Linked DNA regions of Gossypium arboreum: region 2 is linked to region 1. The links are chromatin contacts, called in public Hi-C maps. All regions are on one chromosome and are shown on one strand. The core of a region is the stretch at or near the end of the contact, and the rest is flanking DNA. Distances in the headings are between cores, read along the strand shown.

The links. A called contact is a pair of places that touch in the nucleus more often than the background predicts.
Region 2: a contact with region 1 is called in a Hi-C map of leaf, with 4 times the contacts expected there. The contact joins the enhancer-like site here to the promoter of LOC108489169 in region 1. A contact is called at or near these places in 2 of 5 Hi-C or Micro-C datasets (both in leaf).

Annotation. Positions count from the first base shown.
Region 1 is chr4:101,287,416-101,291,603 of ASM2569848v2, reverse strand. LOC108489169 (DNA topoisomerase 6 subunit A) reads left to right here and starts at 2,222. Exons shown (of 1, transcript XM_017793493.2): 1 at 2,222-3,762. The coding sequence starts at 2,395. The coding sequence ends at 3,651. LOC108489168 (pentatricopeptide repeat-containing protein At5g02830, chloroplastic) reads right to left here. Exons shown (of 12, transcript XM_017793492.2): 12 at 3,934-4,188.
Region 2 is chr4:101,506,761-101,510,948 of ASM2569848v2, reverse strand. No RefSeq gene overlaps it. Among protein-coding and RNA genes, the nearest start is that of LOC128292023, 7.0 kb to the left of the region's middle. Within about 2 kb of position 2,153, at least 2 of the 2 cell types and tissues checked have an H3K27ac peak or open chromatin away from gene starts, as enhancers often do. A contact at or near this core is called in leaf, where this site is marked.

The DNA.
Region 1 (4,188 bases), core at 973-3,472:
ATTTAATTAAATATGTAATAATATCAATAAATATTATTTATTTCATTCAAAAATGATAATGCTATTTTACATAAAAATATTATATTTATTATAATTATAAAATTAAAAATTATAATTATTTTATTGATAAATATAAAGTTTTAAAGTTTTATAAGATATTAATAATATAAATAATTCCACCAAAAATTAATGTAATTAAAACATTAATTTTAAGCTAAGGGTAAAAGTGTCAATTTCAGTATATTTCTTGCCTGTTTTACAATATTATTTTTCTGATTAAATAATATGCCGATTCTATTCAACCCAACCAAACTAATGTTATACTCATTTTATTTTATTGTAAATCTATTCTATTCTATTATCACATAATAGTATTTCATTATAATTTTATTCCATTTCATAGTATCAAATGTACGGATTGTATTTTAACAAGAAATATTAATATTTAAAAAATGAATTAGACTTAAATTTCAATAATCAAAGCCCTAACTCGTCTTGGATTGGTCTATTTTCTAATTGGGTAATAAATTATTTTATTTTATTTTATATATTGAGTTATTTATATTAAAACTTAATAACAAATATCTATAAACTATTATGTAAATATTAAAAAGTGTGAGGTTGTTTATTTTAAAATTTTAATAAAAGGAAAAACATATTAAATTATTAAATATAAATTTAAAAAATTGTAAAAGAATTTAAAAATATGATGAAGAAACTTAAAAGGATTTAGCTCAATCATTTACAAATATAAATAAGATTAGATAAAAGTTGACATTTATATTTTAGACTGAACTATCGCTTTAATAAGCACAAATTATACTAATGGGACATTTAATTCACAAAATGTAATATTACATCTAATAATAGGATTACCAAAATGTAAGATTACTTTCTACGTTATCGGCTATGCTACATTACCCTACTTGGTTTAGTTGATTAGAATGTAAGATTTTGTTATTTGATTGACTTAAATGTAAAATTACCTAAAAGCACATTTTACTAAATTATTCTCATAGAAGTTTTGTTATTGTTGCATAAAAGCTAAATCTTATAGTATTTTATTTTATTGATAAATGAATGTATTACTCTAGTTAACTAGTGTAATATCTCTCTTTTCAAATAAATAAGCTGAAATCAAGGAGGAGCTATAAGTTAGAGATTTTCTTTTAATTAAAATGATAATAAAAAGAAAATAAAGCATTGTTATTATTAAATGTTTTATTTGTTATGGTCCAAAATGATAAAATAAATAATAAAATTATTATAAAAAATAAAATTTAAAATATAATATAATATACCAAATGTTGATTTGGCTCAATTTATAATAATAAATCAACATAGTTAAGATGTGACTTGAAAAATATATTAAAGAATCGAAACATCTCATTCACTAATAATAATAATTATTATTATTATCATTTATCAATTACAATATTATTTTAGTTTAGTTTAAATTAAATAGATCAAAATCATGATTATAAAAAATTCACATTAACAAGGCATTATAAACCTAAAATTACCAAATAAAGTACTAGCACTTAGCAACTTAATGTCTTCTATATCCAATTCCAAACATTGGGACGTGATTTTCGAATATAAAATTATTCTAAATAATTTGGTCATGAATGTTGTGCAGGTCGGGCAACAAGATGGGAGTGTCTTAGTAGCAGCCCATGTAAGAAAGAAACTTTTTTATACATTCACAAGTTACATTGCAAAGGTAAAACGGCCTCGTTTCGTGAACACTTAGTCTCCCAACTCCGGTAAAAATACCTTTTTAGTTGGTCTTTCTCAAAAAATTTAGAGCAATTTAATCTTTGTCATTTTTTAAAGTGAGCAACTAAAGATAATTTATCACGAGGTTAATGTTTTTCATTATTTTATATAATTTTAATTAATATAATAATAAATTAAATCCTCAAAGTTTATATATTTTATTAATTTGATTTTGATTTAATAAATTTAACAAGCAATATTTGTGTAATCAGTAAAAATCAAGATTAAATTTATTAAATTTTTTAAAACTAAGGTCAAATTGATAAAATATATAAATATTAAAGGTTAAATTTATTATTATATCAATTAAAATTATGTATAATTAATGTAAATCATTAACTTCATAATAATTATCGTTAATTACTTACTTTTAATATTAATAAAAATAAATTACTTCGATTTTATTAGAGGGATAAATTTGTTCAAATATTAAAATTGAAAATACAGAAGGTTTTTTACTCCCAGCTCCACACTACATAATTTATGCGCTTCTCTCCGTTCACAAACAACTGACTAGCAAGCCCTAGCTACTAGCTAGCCCTTGCATTTATTTTGTCACTCATTTCCCAATTTCCCGCCTTTTACTTGAGTATCTTCCCTCCACAGTCCATCTCCATGGCCGACAAGAAGAAGCGCCGCCGTGCCGACTCTGACTCCGATTCAGCATCCCAGCCTTTCAAGAACCTTCTCAAATCGGATGCCCAGATCCTCCAAATCCTCAAATCCGTCACTTCCTCTTCCTCTTCTTCCACTTCCAAACCCTTAACCCTAGCCGACCTGGCCCTCTCCTCCACCTGCCGGGAAGTGTCCGACCTCTCACTCTCCTCCGTCCAATCCACTATCGAATCCCTCGTTCTCCAGCTCACCCACCAAATCCTCTCCGGCCAAGGCTTCTCCTTCACCGTCCCTTCCCGTTCTTCCTCCAACCAACTCTACGTCCCCGAACTTGACCGCATCGTCTTAAAAGACAAATCCACCGTCCGCCCTTTCTCCCACATCTCCTCTGTACGCAAAACCACTATAACCGCCAAGATCCTCTCTTTAGTCCACCAACTCTGTCTCAAAAATATTCACGTCACCAAGCGTGACCTTTTCTACACAGACGTTAAGCTCTTCCAAGACCAGGTTCAATCCGACGCTGTTCTGGACGACGTTTCCTGTATACTTGGCTGCACTCGGTCCAGTCTCAACGTAATCGCTGCGGAAAAAGGAGTGGTCGTTGGGAGACTTATTTTTAGTGACAACGGAGATATGATCGATTGTACTAAAATGGGAATGGGAGGAAAAGCAATTCCTCCTAACATTGATCGAGTCGGAGATATGCAGAGCGATGCATTGTTTATTCTGTTGGTAGAAAAAGATGCAGCTTATATTAGATTAGCTGAAGATCGGTTTTACAATCGGTTTCCTTGTATAATTGTTACTGCAAAAGGGCAGCCGGATGTGGCTACAAGGTTGTTTTTGAAGAAAATGAAGATGGAGTTGAAGCTTCCAGTGTTGGCACTGGTTGATAGTGATCCGTATGGATTGAAAATTTTGTCTGTGTACGGGTGTGGATCGAAAAACATGTCTTATGACAGTGCAAATTTGACTACCCCGGATATCAAGTGGTTGGGGATAAGGCCAAGTGATTTGGATAAGTATAAGATACCGGAGCAATGTAGGTTGCCAATGACAGAACAGGATATTAAGACTGGGAAAGATTTATTGGAGGAAGATTTTGTGAAGAAGAACCCTGGGTGGGTTGAGGAGTTGAATTTGATGGTGAAGACTAAGCAGAAGGCGGAGATTCAGGCATTGAGTTCGTTTGGGTTTCAATACTTGTCTGAGGTTTATTTGCCATTGAAGTTGCAGCAGCAGGATTGGCTTTGAGCAGTAGAGGTAAGAACTCAGAATGTGGAATTTGTTGTTTAAGGTTTATGTATGAGAACTTGGAAATTTGTTCAATTTTCACTTTTCTTAAATATAGTAATAGTTGGATTTCATGTGTTGTTATTTTACTTCTAATTATTCGTTGATTGGTATGGGTTGGTAGCTTTCACAATTTCTATATGCAGGAAATTTGAAAAAAATCATATGCATTTGAAAGCCTAAAATAATTCACATTTAGGTTTAGGACTGTAGGTTACAACAGCAGCAAGTCTCAATGTCCTCTTTGATACAACTTTGTTTTGTTTCTCGATTATCTTTCTCAAGACGACAATTGTTCATAATATAGAAAATGCTTAGGAGAGGAAGAGAATATACAACGGAACTAATACATGAGAAATAGAGTAGTCAGTAGGTACAAATGAAATGACCTCCATTTTGTTTCATCACATTCGAGTTAAATATGGTCAGTACAACTATACAGTTGACCTCATCTTTAATCTTGACACTCCTGCAGTTCACTCTCTTATTCTCTTTTAT
Region 2 (4,188 bases), core at 904-3,403, 220 kb before region 1:
CATCACCATCAATGCATAAATTAGCACACTTGCACATAAATCAAATGAACCAACCATAATACAAGTCATTTTTCGTATGGAATAAATCAATTTGTTCATGCATTCTTTCCATAAGATCATGCTTGATTCCATTTGAATACTTACCATTTCGATCCCTTTTCTTGCTCATTGAACCATCTAGAATTTCATCGGATACAAGCTCACACAAAGTGTGCCTGAACATATAACTATAACCTTTCTTTTACATCATTGCTCGTACGAGCTATGAAATGGGCTTGCTCACATGAGTTATAGGTCAAAATTTAAGCTACACGATACTGGTCACACGAGATATAGAAAATTCGAAACAAATGCTGGACCTTAGCCACCGGTAGGACATTTAAGACCAGCACCTGAAACATGAAATCCTTAATGACATGTCATTTGTATCCTAAGAATTCCTAAGGTTCAACTGGGACTCAATGACCGTCATAGCATTGATTTGTTTATACATCGATCCATTCACATTATAAATAACATAATAACATATAATTTAAATAACATTAATGTGATAACCGTTCATACAAACTTACCTCAATGACTAGGGGCGTGGAGGTTAATTGTAGCAAATCCAAAGCTTTTGCTTTTTCCTGATCTAGGTCCATACGTGATTTATCTTGATCTAAACAGACAATTTCAATAAATTTAATACTTCTAGTACTCAATTTAATCCACATATCATATTTATGCAAAATTATCATTTTGCCCTAATATTTTAACTTTTCACAATTTTGTCTTTAAACTCATAATTTGAAATCTAAACATTTTAATCCCTCTCATAGGTTAACCAAATTCTTTAAGGACTTATACCAACCCAAATAAATCATCATTTCATAAATTTTAACATGAATTTTTACTACTTTCATAAACTAAACCCTAAATACAAATGTCATTAAAAATCAATTTACAAAACTTGTTTATTTCTCATAAAAAATCCATAATCTATCATTTAACATCAAAATCCATTCAAAAACATTCGTGGCATAACCCTCAACCTTTAACAGGTTTTACAAATTGACCCCCGGGCTAGCTAGACTAAGTTAAAACGATTACAAAAACATAAAAATCATTAAAACAGGGAAAAATTACATACCATGCAAGTAAGATTCAAAACAAAGATTTCATTCTTCATCAATGGAGTATTCAGTTAAGAAGAAGAAGAATGGAAAGATGATATCCTTTTCTTCTTTTTTTTTTATTTTGGTTTTATTTACCAATTTACCTTTTTGCCCTTTAAAAACTATTAAAATTTCAATAAAACCTAATCCATAATTATCCATTAACTTATCAAATAGTCTAATTACCATTTAAGTCCTTTTACTTTCATTTCCATAGTCATTTAGCCCTTTTAACTAATAGAACTTCACTTTTTCACCTTTTACGATTTAGTCCTTTTTACTTAATTAATCAAGCAAACATCAAAATTTCTTAACAAAATTTTAATACGACCTTACTAAATTCTATAGCCACTAAAATAATAATAAAATAATAATTTACTCTTCAGAGTTGTGGTCCAAAAACTACTATTTTGATGTCACTGAAAACGAGTTGTTACATTGTAACTTTTTAAAGTTTCAGGTAACAATATTTCTTGAAGAAGGAAGAAGTAAAACTTCCTCTTTTTCTAACCCTAATATCTAAATATCTAACCTAAGCCCTTATTGGAACCTGACATGTGTCACAAACTATCACCATTGAATTTATAATTTGTTCCATCTAACTACCTCGTTAGTATATAACTAACTTGAGAACCCAATAAAATGGACATACAATACCTTTGGCGATAACCCAATTCAACCAAAACTCTTTATTATTCTTACCAATCTCTTTTTCTTTACAATTCAACACATGTAGAGAATAATCCTTGTATAATACTCTATCGTCAACTATGCACCCAACCAATACGCTGAAAGCATCAATTGGGCGAATAGGACTTCATCACTCAACCTACTTTCGGGTTACCCGCCTAGCTCAAGGCTTTACAAAACTGGGTGTTACACAATCATCCTCGAAGATAAGCAATTGAGTTTTGGACTTACACTTATGATCCCAAGAATACTTTTTGTCGTAGTGGTAGTAGAGTCCTTGGGAACGGTGTTGGACGGCCTCGATAAGAGAGAGATGTTGAAAAGGAACTTTAGCACCGCTTGAAAGGATGGTAAGATTTTGTGCTGCAGCCGCTGGTATGGGATAAGCAAGAGAAGATGGTAGGATTTTCAGGTTAGGCAGAATAAGCCTGTTGTTACCGAAGGTAGGCTTAAATGAGCCCTTTTCCATCGTAATTTGTTGGTCATGCAATTGGGCTACCCTAATAGCCTTTTCTATTTTTGTTGATTTATGGACCAGAACAATAGTCTTAATATTCGATTAGAGGTCTAAGATAAAATAATGGACCAAGATTAAATGAGGTAAGTACATGGTCTAATTTGTGATTGCCTCAAAATGGGTTCGGTAATCTGTCATGGTGGAAGTCTACTGGAGCTTTGCTAGTTGACCCACTGTTGTTTCGAGATCTTGTGATTGAAACCATTTGATGATAGCCTTTGTGAATTGTGTCTATCTCGAAAACTGTTTGCTGTGATACATCTAGTCATACCATTTGGTGGCAACATCGTCGAGATAAAAAGAAACAATTTTGAAGCGGTACTGCTCATGGATATTGTAAAGGCAAAATAACGATTTGCCTGTAAAACCCATTGGTCAGGATTCGAGCCGAAAGACACGCAAACTGAATCAGAGTCGATTTGTGAGTTCCCAAAAGATTCAGGCCATGTGGAGGTGGTGGTGGACACTACCCAACTTTGAAAGAGGAGTTAGGAGAGGAGGGTGGTACTGTCGAAAGGCGGGCCAATATTTCTTGGAGCATTTTTTGGTTAGAGGCGATGATCATGTTTAGAGAATTGACCTCCTTGTGAAGCAATGATTGTGCTTCTTAAACAAATTTAATGTTTTCATTAAGGAGCTTGAGTCGAGTACCATCCTCCATATTTGTCGATGGTTAATGAAATCACCAATGTTGTAAATGGGGTGTTCTGCATCAAGGAATAGGAAATATCCAAGGAAAACAAAATGCAAATGGAACAATATTTAGTATATTCCAACAAAAAGGATGATAACAGTAACCAAATGACAACTTATTCGCATAGAGAAGGAGATGGGAAAACAAAATGTTGATTAAAATTGATATGAGCATAATTAATTTCCCATTTCCCTATCATTTTATATTCACCTCAAGCCGTCATTCTTCTGTTGATGTGGACAAGTGAAAAATTCAGAGTATTTTTGAGGCACCTTTCGCAGCTGTGTGCTTCTCTTGGGTCCTGATTGGCCTTCTTCCTGGTTTACTACTCTAATAGATTCTTTTCCTCTTAGTTCGGTCATAACATCTTCATAGAAAAATTATCCTTTGAAAGTGGAAATAAATTTTTCTTAGGATTAGGAGAGTAAATTGAATCAATTTCATAAGTTTATAGACCTTTAAAACAAGTTCAAATCAAAACTATGTACATCAAATGATAGGCAACTTTAGCACTAAGGATAAATGATTTAATCCTTAATAATAACGTTAAGCTTTTGATTTTTCAAATCTATTCTTAATTAAAAAAGTATAACTTCCAAATAAGTTTATTATTATAATTATTGTTATTTGATTTTAACAAAATTTACAAATAAACAAATTATAAAAAAATATTGTTTAATTTTCCTAACATATGAATTCGACACACCATATGAAATGGGTTTCAACTAAGAAGTATTCTTTTTCTTTTGACTTTATTAGATTATCCACCGCTGATAGTAATAATTAATTTCCTCACAACGAGTGTTTTTTCGAAGAGCTATAAAGCTAGTCATGAAATGTACTTTATTCTCATGAGTAGAAATTGAATCTATAACTATATAATTAAAAGGGTAAATTACACCAACAGTCACTCAACTTTAGGGTAGTTAACAAAACAGTCACCTAAGTTTCATTTCAGTCACTCAACTTTTGAAAAATGACAAAACAACTTTTGAAAAATGACAAAACAATCACTAACGTTATAAAAAAGTGACAAAATAGTCACTGATTAATAGTTTCCGTTAGTGTTTTAACGGGACTGCTGATGTGGCAAGTTAACTAGCTGATGTGGCCAGTTAACTTGCCACATT